Linked DNA regions of Gadus morhua: region 1 is linked to region 2. The links are chromatin contacts, called in public Hi-C maps. All regions are on one chromosome and are shown on one strand. The core of a region is the stretch at or near the end of the contact, and the rest is flanking DNA. Distances in the headings are between cores, read along the strand shown.

Region 1 (6,426 bases), core at 2,571-5,070, 140 kb before region 2:
GAATTACAAAGTAACCTATGATAATATCCTGGCATTCTCCTGGAATTACAGAGGGAAATATTATACTAAAGGTTCACTATAGAGCTAAACCTAATACTTACAAGGTTTTAGCTAGTGTAAACCACGAAACCAATCAAAACATGCAAAGGGCTGCTCTAAAAACAACTCCATGAATCATAGGTTTAGAACCTTCCACTTTGGGAAGTTCCTCCTTGATCTCGGCCATTAAAAAGGACATTTAGCCAACAACGTACATAATACTGAGACCGATCAAGTCAACAATATTATTTCATGCAAGTATTTGAGTTGGATTTAGTAAAGAAAATAATTCATGGGTCAACAATAGCAGACCACATAGCTGGGTGTGGAACCGTTAGGGTTCAGTTAAAGACTGTTTTGAGGCGTAAAGAAACGTTCTGTAGGAGGAGTCCTCGAGGAGGAGGAGGAGGAGGGGCTCTGGTTAACACACTCCGGACAGTTAATGAAGAACTCAAAACAGGAGCTGTGCAGGAGAAGATCAGTACTAAAGATGAATAACAGATGCCAATGTTGGAACAACCTATAAATTAATTGCATGTTTTAGATTATTTCTGATTATGATTCTAATTTTGAACAATATTTTAGTAAGAAAGACGATAACCTGTGATTGCGAAATATTAATCACTTGCTAATACTAACAAACACAAAACTCATGAAAACTAAAAATAATCAACTCTTTGCATTACAAAAGGTTGTTTCCAATATCTTTGAGGGGAATACATTGATAGTTGGCTGATTATTCCGTTGACCATTGTTTTACAATATACAACGCTATCCTACCTCCAAAGTCCTTAGCCATCTCATGTTTCCCTTTCCGTTGATGCAATAGTTAGACACACGCACACACACACACACACAAACACACTCACACACACACACACACACAAGGAAGCCTTGGTAAAAGTATTTTCTTGATAGTGTCTCTAAGGAATAACAGGAGGAATGGAGCACACGATCTGTGCATAGTGGTGGACTATCATTCAGACCAAATCAGGCGTTGCGGTGAAAACACCAGTTCAACGCTTAATTGTCATGGTGCTAGTGTGTTTAATCTGTGGCGCAGGGGGCATCATGCTGTTGCGGAAAAAGACGCAGCGGCCTGTAGCGAAAATTGTAAACAGAATCAACCTTTGGAAAAAATGCAACCCGACGTCACGTTGCAGTGGCCAATCACGTAAGCTGGCCGTCAAACCAAAAGATGCCCAAGGGAAGTAAAACCTTGTTAACCACCTAAAGTTAGCAGTGTAGCATACCAATGTATACCAAACAACTGTGAAGTTGGAAGAGAGACTGATCGCTACCGTTTTGTCCTTTTCAGCCCTGTACAGCCCTGCCATTAGGGTTGTTGTGGTGAGGTGGTTAAGGTTCACAACATGACGTCACACAAATGAGCCATGAAGTGACCCTCCCACAGCGCCGCAGCAGTTTGCGCTAATCGCCGCAAATGCTTGATTTGTTCTGAATGAGCCCGAGCACGTGCAACCACCATCACACTCAGAGCTGCCCCATCTCCTTGGCCCCTGCCACTAGTCACAGCCCACTAAACCCTAATACCTAGTACTGTCTGCACCTCCTTGGATGCAGTGTTACTCCAACACAAGGTCTCATGACACAGTCTGTTCCTGCTCGCTCTCCGGGAACCACCAATGTTCTCCTTATAATGTATAAACAGATACGCGTCAAGGTGTTTCAAATCATCAGACAGAAAAACAGCAGTCTTAGATAGAATTTTCACAAATTCTACAGTATTGTATTTTGAGACTGTAGTCAACTCACATGACCAAAACTAACAACAATGGGGTGCGGAAGGGGGGGTTCACCACAGACAATTCCGATTGAAGGGCTCACCCACTGAATATTCATATTTTGTGGCAGGAGGGACAGTTTGGAACAGTAGTTGAATTGATGACATATGGACTTATGGAGTTATGTATCCAGGTCCTTTAATACCGTATCATATAATCATATAATAAAGCAACTTCAACCTGAATTTGTTGGCAGTTTGGAGATATAATGACCAGCTCTTCTATTTGCTTTACTTCTCAATTGCTTAATGTCTGCCTCAATCCAAATGTCTACCATCTCAAAATGTATTCTTGTTCCCACTGGGTTTTCTGGCTTAGTGTTTGTTGGTTTACTCAGATCTGAACGAGGGTCTGTGATTGTGATTAATGAAAATGTGTTAAAAACCTTGAAGAAATGGGTTTCCCTGCATGTGTTTAGTGATGGGATGTCTCACTCACGGGGTCTGAGCCAGACAGCCGGGAGCCACGGTTCCCTGAGAGAGCTTGTTACTATGGAGACTGGTCAGTTCCATCATGTCCACCTGGATGTCCGTGGCGTGACCCGGTAGGAGATCAAGAACTGTCAGAATCTTCTCCACCAGGTTGTCGCCGTGGTGACCAACAGCGCCTGGAGAGAATAAAGACATTTGAGGACGAAAGATAAACTACAGATTAGAAAAGACAGAAATCTGTCATCTATAAGACTTCACCTGTTAGATCCATGGTTCTGTCAACAAAGATAATTGAAGCTTTATTGGGGGCTGTTTTTCGACGGTTTTTCGCCTGGGAGTGGTTGGTGAGTTCCGCCGCGATGAGGCGACTCATGGGACCAACGGCGAAGCTCTCTTCCCTCGTACAGGTGGTCTCAAACAGGGAGTTCAGGGCAGAGGCGAGGGACTTTATCTCTATCTGTAGATTCGTGGGCAGTGAGGACATGTCCACGTCGCTGATGTTGCCAAACCGCTTCTTCTCTGGACGTTTGGCATTAATCAACTCTAGGTCAGGAGGAAGCAAGGGGAACAGGTGGGCGAAGGCTGGGGCCAGGAGGAGCTGCTGGGAGACGGGAGCGAAGACCACTGGGGCTTGCATCACCTCAGCCGTGTAGTTCATGTTGCCCATCCATTCACAGAGCTTCTCTTCCAGCTGCTCAAACACAGGCTTTCCTTCCAACTCGACACTAACGTTGTTAGCAAGCAGGTGAACAGAATGGGCAACGGTGGTGAACACAACGCAATACTGAAAGTGACTAAGGGATATGATGTCTTTGATAATGTCGACTGTTCTACCTTTCAGCAATGTGCTCACCACAAATACAGCCTTTGGTTCGTTTTCCCCACTGGACTCAAAGCTGGAAAACTGTTTAACATTAAGGGCTCCTGCTTCAAACAAAGTGATAGCACCGCCGTTCCAGTGGAGACTCTCGGCACACTTGTCGTCCATAAACACAACAGCTCTCTTCACTTTCGCAAGCACTTTCTCCCACATCTGACCGGGGAACATGGTGAACTGCTCGGTGGTCGACATTTTAATTTTTCTGTTATTGTGTCCCACACGACGAAATCCCAAAACACGTAATTTATGTCAAATGAACTGCATTCCAAAACAATAACACATGAGAGTCTCGCCGTGGTGACGTGTCCGCTTCTCGTCGCGACAGATGTACGTCATTGGTTTGAAAACGCCCAACGAGTTGTCACTCAATCCAGACTCATACCTTAGCTGTGATTCAGACCAACTGATAATACTGATAATCAGGTCAATATTTTCCCATAAATTATACTCATATGATGCAGCTATATAAAAATATTTATTATTATTATCATTATTATATCCATCACACCAGAATTTCCTGATTTTTATTAAAACATGAACGTAAATCATGAAATGGGTGAATATAAAGACTTCATTCGACTGATGTTCATTGTGTCACTTTAGGTAAACTGTTAAACGACTGTTGCACTCCCTCGTCCCCATAGAAACACGGCGTTAACTGTCAAATCGCTCATGTTGCGCTAAACTCTTGATTGACCTCTTAATCCGTTTTGGTTTATTTTGATCAAGAACATAATTAACGATTGTTAATCTAACAATCGTCAAACAATACACATCAAAACATAACATTTTGATTTTACAATGTCCGAATTGGATTTGGACAACATGTGGGAGGAGGAAGAGGATGGATGGCTGTATGAAGGTGAGTTCTGAAGTTGAACCCACCTGCTGCTTTTTGCATAAGAAAATATGGTCGGGGCAGAGAAAGTCATCATGTCCAGCTGACAGCTGTTGCCACACCGACCACATGGAGGCAAAAGGTTCCTCAGTTATGCAAAACAGCATGCAAACAAAGCAACAGAAAAATCAACGTTTATTTAGAAGTTCGGGAGAAGCAAGGACACATGTACTATATTCTATACTTCATACATTCAAAGGTTTCTTTGGCTGTAAAACCAAATTGCAAAGTACCAATCGTGACTGACTGGACCTATTGTTATTTCACACTGACACTTCACAAATTTGTATTGACTTATATCGGTAGGCCTACATAAGACAAAGATTCAATCAAACTCTTATTGCCCTTCTCCCATAGGAATTGAAACCAGGGATAATACAGGTGAAATGGAAATAATATACTGGTATGTTCCTATCTGCAACCCTCTGTCTACCTAATGAATTCTCACTTCAAATATAATCACATCTCAAGTGAATGTTTTTGATATTAGTTGGACCCATCATCGGTGCTTGGAGAAAACGGCTTTCTTTTCCGTTCCCACGCTAACCAATCATGATATATCTGAGCTTGTGGCTTACCATCAACAGTTAAATTCCAGGCTTTCTTCCCTGACTCCATTCTCTAGCTGCACATATTATGCAACATAGAATTATAAATTCAAATTGACCTTTTGGTTCTTTTAATTAAAGATGTTCTGCAGTAATAAAGCGACCAGTCCTATAATTCCTTGCAGTAATTAAAGTTCTAGACGTGATTATGCTCTGAGTTATTTGAGTATGAACACCCGACCAGAGCCTATCTCAACCGATCCTAACTTTTTACTATATTATTTTATACTTTTATTGATATTTTATGTACAGCACAGCCACAGCACATGAAACTGCAAAGGATCATGGGGGTGAGATGGAAACGCAGGTACTGTGCACATATAACCCATAACTTGCAATCTAATTACATTGTATCGACCGTTGTTGAGCTTATAGCATTACCTCCGTCTACGTGTTGTTTGTGTGTTGTGTTCCTGTCTTCATAAGAATGCAGAGGGAGACAACCCAGAGGAAGACAGCAACCAAGATAATGAAGATGATGATGATGACGATAATGATGTTTGTGTCACCATAGGAACCATAAATGCAGGAGCCTCATCGTTATGCACGTGGGTTGAACAGCATGGTTCTGGCTTTCCTGTTCTATCTGTGTGTTCTATCTATCTATCTATCTATCTATCTATCTATCTATCTATCTATCTACCTACCTACCTACCTACCTACCTACCTACCTACCTACCTACCTACCTACCTACCTATCCTCTCTCTCTCTCTCTCTCTCTCTCTCTCTCTCTCTCTCTCTCTCTCTCTCTCTCTCTCTCTCTCTCTCTCTCTCTCTCTCTCTCTCTCTCTCTCTCTCTCTCTCTCTCTCTCTCTCTCTCTCTCTTGTTCTCTCTTTCACTATCTATTTATCTGTTCATACTCTACCCGAAAGGAAGAATTTGCAGAAATCAAAACAAACTCCTTCCTGCCTGAGAGCATTAGGGCAACGGCGTGTTTCCATATTCCTGATATTGTTCCTGATGTATGAGATGTGATGTGTTGTGATGGGTTGTGATTTATTCTCACTGAGAATCCCATCGGGTGTCGTCCGTGCACAGGGGTTTCAATTCACAACCCACGCACTCTGCAATGTCATCTCATACGCACCAACGGTTTCTCTACCAGTGTTGTGATAACCATACGGCAAAGGTGTCACATGTTGTAGATTTTACAGGTTTCCCCTTTTATCACCCTTCTCGAAAGAATGACAGACCAAGGGCTGTCATTTTCACTCTTGCATTAATGTTTACATAAAATGACATGCATAAACAATGCCTATTTATGTTACTTTTACCAAACAACCAAGAAACTTATCTTGTAATATATGTAATATAAGAAAGGGTCATCTGAAAGGGTCTTGCTGTTGGATATTTATATTCTCTGATTGATTTGTTTGACTGACTGATTTGGTGTATTCACGACATTTAACTATATATTCCTTATTTTGTGTGTCTTCGCAGCATAAAATCTCACGGAATTCGATCCACATCTTTGACTGTTGGATCTGGGGGAAGGCCCAATCCTATAGGTACACTGTACTTAGTGTATTCTCAACTCCCACACCCAAACTGCCATCTTTCTGACCAACCACTACTACTACTGTCCTTTGTCTCCTAATTGTCATCAAAGCCAAGGCTCTGGACCTGAACGCCCTGGGCGACGTCCAGGGAATCCCCTTGCTGTGGGTGGACATCGAGGAGAAACCGTGGAGGAAACCGGGTGAGCAGTAGGTCTCCCCTCTTTCTGCTGGTCTTGTGTTGTCCCCCCCTACGGGTTCTACTTT
Region 2 (6,780 bases), core at 984-3,483:
GCTTCTCCATGATCTGTCTCTGTCTAACCCCTGCTCTTTAACAACCTTTCTCTGTATATACCTTTTAACCCCTACCTGCTCCTCAAAAACCTGTTTCTATACTAACTATCTGACCCTACGCTTCTTAATGACCCGTCTCTGTGCATACTGTCTAACCCCTACCTGCTTCTTAATGACTTGTCTCTGTACATACTGTCTAGATCCTACCTGCTTCATAATGACCTGTTACTGTACATACTGTCTAGATCGTACCTGCTCCTCAATGACCTGTCTCTATACGACCTATCTGACCCATACATGCTCCTTAATGATATGTCCATACTATAGACATATCATTAAGAAGCAGAGAGTAGACAATATAGTCTATACTGTCTAACCTCTTCCTGCTTCTTAATGACCTGTCTCTGTATATATGACCCCTACCTGCTCCTCAATGACCTTTCTCTATACTCACTATCTGACCCATACATGCTTCTTAACGATCAGTATTTGTACTGTCTAACCCTACCTGCTCCTCAATGACCCGTCTCTGTTTCCACTGTCCAAACCTTTGTTGCTCCTGACATTCCTGTTTCTGCAGTCAGTGTCTACCCCATATATGCTCTTTCATGATCTGTCTGTTTTCACTTTCTGAATTATACATCCATGTTCTGTAGGGTTGGTCATTTTTTGCAGTTGACGGTTGGATTTCTTTAGGCTAAGAATAGGCCTACAACATAGTTTTATCTGTTCTATGGATCTTGATTTTTTTTTGTGGGAGTCACATTTGAAGTCAATATAAAGCCTATGAATTGCGCATTTACAGAGGATAGCCATGTTCTATTGTGCTAAATTGCGCCCCCTGGTGGCCGAAGACGGTCATACTTTAGGTCCACTATTGGCTGTGGACGTTGCAGTGTCCTCCTCTAACGTTGTGCAATATATTTAACGCAACACACCCGAGCATTGAAGTGTCACTTGATACAAAGAGAGGATATAAAGTGTATGCCTCACGTTTAATCCCTTTTAATTAAGCGGAAGCGCCCATCTTTTGTTTCTTTGTTCTTGCGAGGCTTCTTCCCTTTATAATTATTGCTACTGCCTGTTTTATGACTCTTCAACACGTCAATACATGTCTTGACTTCCATCGAATATAGCGCCAAGGCGTGGATATAGTTACCATTTCGCCTGTCCTTACATTAGTGGCTGAAGAGCACCACACAAAAAGAGAAACCCTGAAAAAGCCTGCAGGCTGACGGTTGGGCTTAACGGCTAAAGTTAGAGGTCCTTTGTTTGGAGAACAAGGGACGCTGTTCTTTTCGCGCTTGCTCCGAGGGAACATGTGGAAGTGATTGTGCCTATCGGCTGGAGCGCTGTTTCTCGGGCTGCCAAGCGCTGAGCCTCCGGGGGAAACCTCGCTCGGATACCCCGCTTCACTGCCCCGAGATAGGTGACTCCTAATGAGCCATTATTCTGCCCACCCCTCGGTCCGACAGGTCAACCCCAGGCTACGAGATCTTGGGACTTATTGAATAGTAGACGGTCTATGTGGATAAACAGCTGACACACCTGCACCAACACGTAAGGGACCGTGCACACACGTACACGTACACGTACACGTACACACACACACACACACACACACACACGTGCACACACACGCACACACACACACACACACACACGTGCACACACACGCACACACACACACAGGCACACACGCGCGCGCGCACACACACGCACACGCACATACACCCTCTCTCTCTGTTCAGAGAGAGAGCATCACCAGTAGATATAAGATGGTGTTGGAGCGCCCTCTATGAGTTTGTAGATATCTTTGTGGTTTTAAAAAAACAACCTTTTCACATCATGTGGCCTGCAGGCAAAAAACGAATACTTAGGTATGCATATTTGGAGGAAACGTTAAAAGAGAATAGCGCTTTTCGGTTGGCAAGATAGATATTCATGTTAGGGATGTTTAATAAGGGCCAATCAAACTTCATCATGGGCTTAAAACTAAAGATTGTTATCCAGAAAAAAGTCTTAGTTGAAAAATAAAAGGAAAACATATCTGTATGGAAATAAATACAACAAATGTTAATCTAATTTCAAACGACCAACTCGAAACGCTGCTGTTACTTTTTCTGAACGAGACTCTTATTTTGAAGGGAACCTCTGCGCTTGATGGGAGTAGAGGAGGAGAGGAGGGGGGCATTTCCTGCGAGTTATTTACTTTGAGCCAGATGATTAGTTTTTTTGGGGGGGAGGAGGAGTATGGACTGTAACATTGAATCAATTACAGGTCGCTGTAGCCCAGGCGCATTCAGAAACGCGGCTGTGGAAGTGGACGGAGCGGCGCACGTATGCTCGCTCTGCCGGCGAACAAACCACTTCTCCGGACACATACTGCACCTTGGACCGTTCCCTCCTGGAGCCTTTACGCTCCCGATGCGCATTGGATGTAATTAATCGAAAGGAATATAAAACCCTGGGATTGTAAAAGGTAATAGAATGGTTTGAATCTTGATCATCACCACTTGAGATCATTTAATGTAGTAACAAATGTAAGCTGTGTTGGCGCCCATTAATTGAGGGTGTGGGACTTGTTTTTTTTAATGTCAATTAAAAAATATATATATCCCAAAATAAAACAAACTTAACCTCATGAAATAGATAAAGTTAAATTACCACCACTTAAAATAACAAAGCGTTTTTTTCCCATAATTTGGAATCAGTTGAAAATCTGGTTGATTCCCTGCAAAAAAAGTTATTCCTCCCATGGAACTGGACCTGGGATGCCCACTCCGTTTCAGTTTCTGCAACACGTTATCGGGCGATAGGGATGATAGGAATTCTTGCTTATCGTCCACCATATGGTCTCACCTCCGGGGGCCTAGCGGGCAGACGTGGCTCCCTTGGCTGAATGAAAGTGCTTCTTTTCGGCCTCACAGCTGGAGGTGTCACCTCGCGGACTGAAGCGCTATTGTGGAGATGCCTGACACTTAATGGAAAACACATTGGAGAAAACCTATTCCTTTTTTTTCTACCAATTTTTTCTTCGCCTGCTCATGGAATGCTTTAAAAAAGGAATATCTGCATCGCAATGATTCGAGGCTGCGGAACAGAAAGTGGCAAAAGGAAAGAAACTTTTGCATATGGGCAAACTGCTTTCTTCCAGAGTCACAACTTTTGAAGCACTATGCCGATGGATACAGGAGAAACGGCACGCGTATAGCGTAACTATATATTTAGTTTCTTCATTCTGCTGTTATAATTGACTTATTTTGTAATCGTCCAGAGGCGCTTCAAAAAAAAGTCAAGAGTCAAAGGTTTTAATGAGTGAGGGCTCATTAGGGATCCACTCCCCCGCTGTGTGGGAAAGACATGGCTCAGAAGAGAAGATTGATGATCATCTATAATCAATTAATCGATTCAGTACACACATGTGTGTGCCTGCTATTAAGCAATTGAACATCGTATTTTGTGCAAAATCAGAACAGGAGAGAGTATAGAGTAAACAGTGGGGCCACATTCCTTCAGTCTAGCGCACGAGCCTTAGACGAATAGAGCGACATGGAGACTGGGAATGACTTTTCGCTGAAATCTCATTTCGAAATGATGTGCTTACAAAGAGTTGTGTTGACACCCTGGCCAAAGTTGGTCTGCAATGTCTGGAGATTCTCAAGCGAATAATACTTTGTTGTGTAAGCGCGCGCGAGTGTGTTTGTGCGCGCGCGCTCGCGCGTGGAGGGCGTCCACTAATTATACTCTTGCTAAACCCAGGTTGGCACGGTAATTAGCCTGTCCTGTCTCGGATGAACTGAAGCCACAAAACACTTTGTCAGGGCAAACGGTTTATGGAATTATTTGGAAAAAGGGCCATTGTTCGATGGATTTCCCATAAAATCCATATTGGACAAAGCGCACAAGAGACATGATGATTTCAAAGGAGAAAGGAAAATAAAAGACATGAAAACAGAGGTGCGGAGAGACTGTTTCAACTTCAGGGTAATGGTTATTAAGCAAGAGTTGAAGAGGCAGTTGGGGAAGTTTGGATGAACTCTTACAGCAGTGTGCTACCCAGTTATCCAGTGTGCTGGTTGGGTTGTTTCGCTCTTATTCATTTGTTCCCGGACAGATAACAGATAAATGAGCGTCACTGGACAACATCTATGGTCAAACGGACCATGATGGAACCAGTTCGATGTGTTTGTTGTTGTTTTTGAGAAATTCGATTTAAATTGAAAACGAGATACACTTTATATATTGGCCCTTGTTTTTCTGCGCGAATGCAATCCCCTTATATTAGACCATATCCTAAAGAAATTACGTAGCCTATATAGGTAGGCTACTATAAATGTTATTAGCATTTATAGTAAAGATATTTGTTTTTATAGTAGATCCACTATCGATCGTGGTAGTTAATGTTGAAACCGTTTTTTGTTGAAGCAATTTAGTTGGCCTATTCTTGTTTGAAATTTACAGAAAAGGACTGTAAAAAAAAATATGCGGAGACGAAACCGTCACGACGCAGTCATAAAGCGGACTATGTCGCCACCTAGCGGCCAACGTTTGAGGGGCATACCCAACCGAACTGGAACTTGGCACCATTCGAAAAAGAATAAAAATAAAGTTCACTCCATCTGCCTATCCCGAATATTCCCCTGATGTGCAGCAAGAAATCAACGCCCTTATACTCAAAATCACACTGAAACACCCCAACTTTTACTGAAAACCTGCCTCACAACACATAACTGATCAATGTGGTTGGATGAGCTTGGAATCCGTCACGTAAACTATAGGACGCAAGTGTTTACCGAACCAATGAGTGAGACATGTGCTTTTCATTTACAGGACGACCCAAAAACTAACAACGGTCATGGCCGGAATGAAGAGATTCCTTACATTTGGAGTTGTCTTGCTGGGCGTCATATCAGGTAAGGACACAATATTTAGCGATGAACTAACGCGCTTTTTAAATTTACGTTTATTACGTTATTTAGCTTGCTGCACATTTTCATCCAACGTTTCCTTTTGCAGCTTCCTGCGGACGCTCCACGCCGACCATCGATTCCAAGGAAGTCGAGTTCGTTCTCTCGCCTCTCTCCACGTTCAACATCAGCTGCATAGGCGAGAACGTGATCTGGGCCGAGCCTCTGCCCCGAAACACCTTCGTCTTCGCGGGCTCCGACTCGTCAACGCTCGTCATCTCTAACGCGTCCGTGGAGCATACGGGAACCTACACCTGTCAGAACCAAGATCCCGACGACCGACCTGTTGACGAGGACGAAGAACTCAACGAGGCCGTTATTTACGTTTTTGTCGCAGGTGAAGAATAATTGTCACGCGATTTTATTTCATTGGTTTAACTAGAGTTGTACCTATTTTATTGGGAATACACATGGGAATAGTTTTTTTTAATGGGAGGTTCTTGTGTGGCAAAGTTCTGGATGTTGGCGTTCCGAGCTGGTGCTTGATCGTTTGATCGTCATTCCACGTCCAGACCCAGAGGTCCCGTTCGTCCCGGAGGAAGCGGCGAACCTCATGGTGTTCCCGATCATCGGCAACGGCGTCTTCATCCCCTGCCGCGTCTCGAACCCCTACTCTCACGTGACGCTGAATGGAGTCCCGGGTGGCCAGGAGATTCCCGCTCTGTACGACAACAAAATGGGCTTCTTCAGCAACATGCCGGTGGGCCAGTACCGGTGTGAGACCACCGCGGCGGACGGCCGTACGGTCCACAGCGAGACGTACACCGTGGAGAACCTCAAAGGTGAATTTGACGTTTGCCTTTATTTCTTTTCTTTTTTTCCTACCTCCATCATGGAATTAGTCTGCAAATATTAAAGAGCTCATATATGTTTTGATCATGTCGTGACCTAACCTATTCACAAGTTTGACTGGAGAAGAGCTTTGACCTTGATAAAGTGTGGGTGAGGGTCCTTTTCCCTTACCAAAGTAAGGGAAAACCTCCCAACCGCAGGAAAACCAAACTGCGGTAGAAGGTGTCGCGTTGTGACTTCATAGCCCAGACTTTATAGCGAGTCTAATGAGACTAGTAAGGAAGTTCTGGACAATCTGGACACAGCTTGTAACAGTCACTTCTTGCTTTGACCAATCAGAGAGCTCAATGGTGATCTAAGGTGTGACATCATGTCATTATCACCGTGGGAGATGACCACATGGGTAACATGCCGGGCATATGTGTGTATGTGCACACACACACATGGGATAATGTAATGATGTCATGAAAAACACATTTGTAAGAAAAAGAGAGCGAGATAATGGTAAAGAGAAATATATGTATATATATATATATAGAGAGAGAGAGAGAGAGAGAGAGAGAGAGAGAGAGAGAGAGAGAGAGAGAGAGAGAGAGAGAGAGAGAGAGAGAGAGAGAGAGAGAGAGAGAGAGAGAGAGAGAGAGAGTGAAATAGGAGAGAAATAATACATGAAGAAAGAGAAGCAGAGAGAGTGAGTGAAGGAAAGAGAGAGAGAGAACTGAGGTCATGGTTGTGGTCAATCGAGAGATGACTGTGCTTACATCTGTCTGGCTTTTTGTGTGTGTGTGTGTGTGCGTGTGTGTGCGTATGTGTGTGCGTGAGTGTGTGTGTGTGTGTGTGTGTGTGTGTGTGTGTGTGTGTGTGTGTGTGTGTGTGTGTGTGTGTGTGTGTGTGTGTGTGTGTGTGTGTGTGTGTGTGTGTGTGCTGAAAAAGAAGAGAGTGAGGACTTCCACGTGGAGGTGATTGCCAGTGAAGAGGCGGTCAGGGCCGGCCAGCCCTTCAACATCACCTGTTTGGC

The links. Hi-C and Micro-C count contacts between places; a contact is called where the count stands out from the background.
Region 1: a contact with region 2 is called in a Hi-C map of gill, with 4 times the contacts expected there. The contact joins the promoter of fip1l1a here to the promoter of pdgfra in region 2. A contact is called at or near these places in 2 of 6 Hi-C or Micro-C datasets (gill and heart).

The regions. Positions count from the first base shown.
Region 1 is chr12:4,689,904-4,696,329 of gadMor3.0, reverse strand. fip1l1a (FIP1 like 1a (S. cerevisiae)) reads left to right here and starts at 3,820. Exons shown (of 13, transcript XM_030372876.1): 1 at 3,820-4,017; 2 at 4,411-4,456; 3 at 4,914-4,968; 4 at 5,088-5,209; 5 at 6,104-6,171; 6 at 6,273-6,362. The coding sequence starts at 3,957. It overlaps scfd2 (sec1 family domain containing 2), which reads right to left and starts at 3,472. Exons shown (of 9, transcript XM_030372615.1): 1 at 2,534-3,472; 2 at 2,283-2,451. The coding sequence starts at 3,347.
Region 2 is chr12:4,543,454-4,550,233 of gadMor3.0, reverse strand. pdgfra (platelet-derived growth factor receptor, alpha polypeptide) reads left to right here and starts at 2,233. Exons shown (of 29, transcript XM_030372728.1): 1 at 2,233-2,482; 2 at 4,834-4,916; 3 at 5,020-5,307; 4 at 5,483-5,752; 5 at 6,690-6,780. The coding sequence starts at 4,859.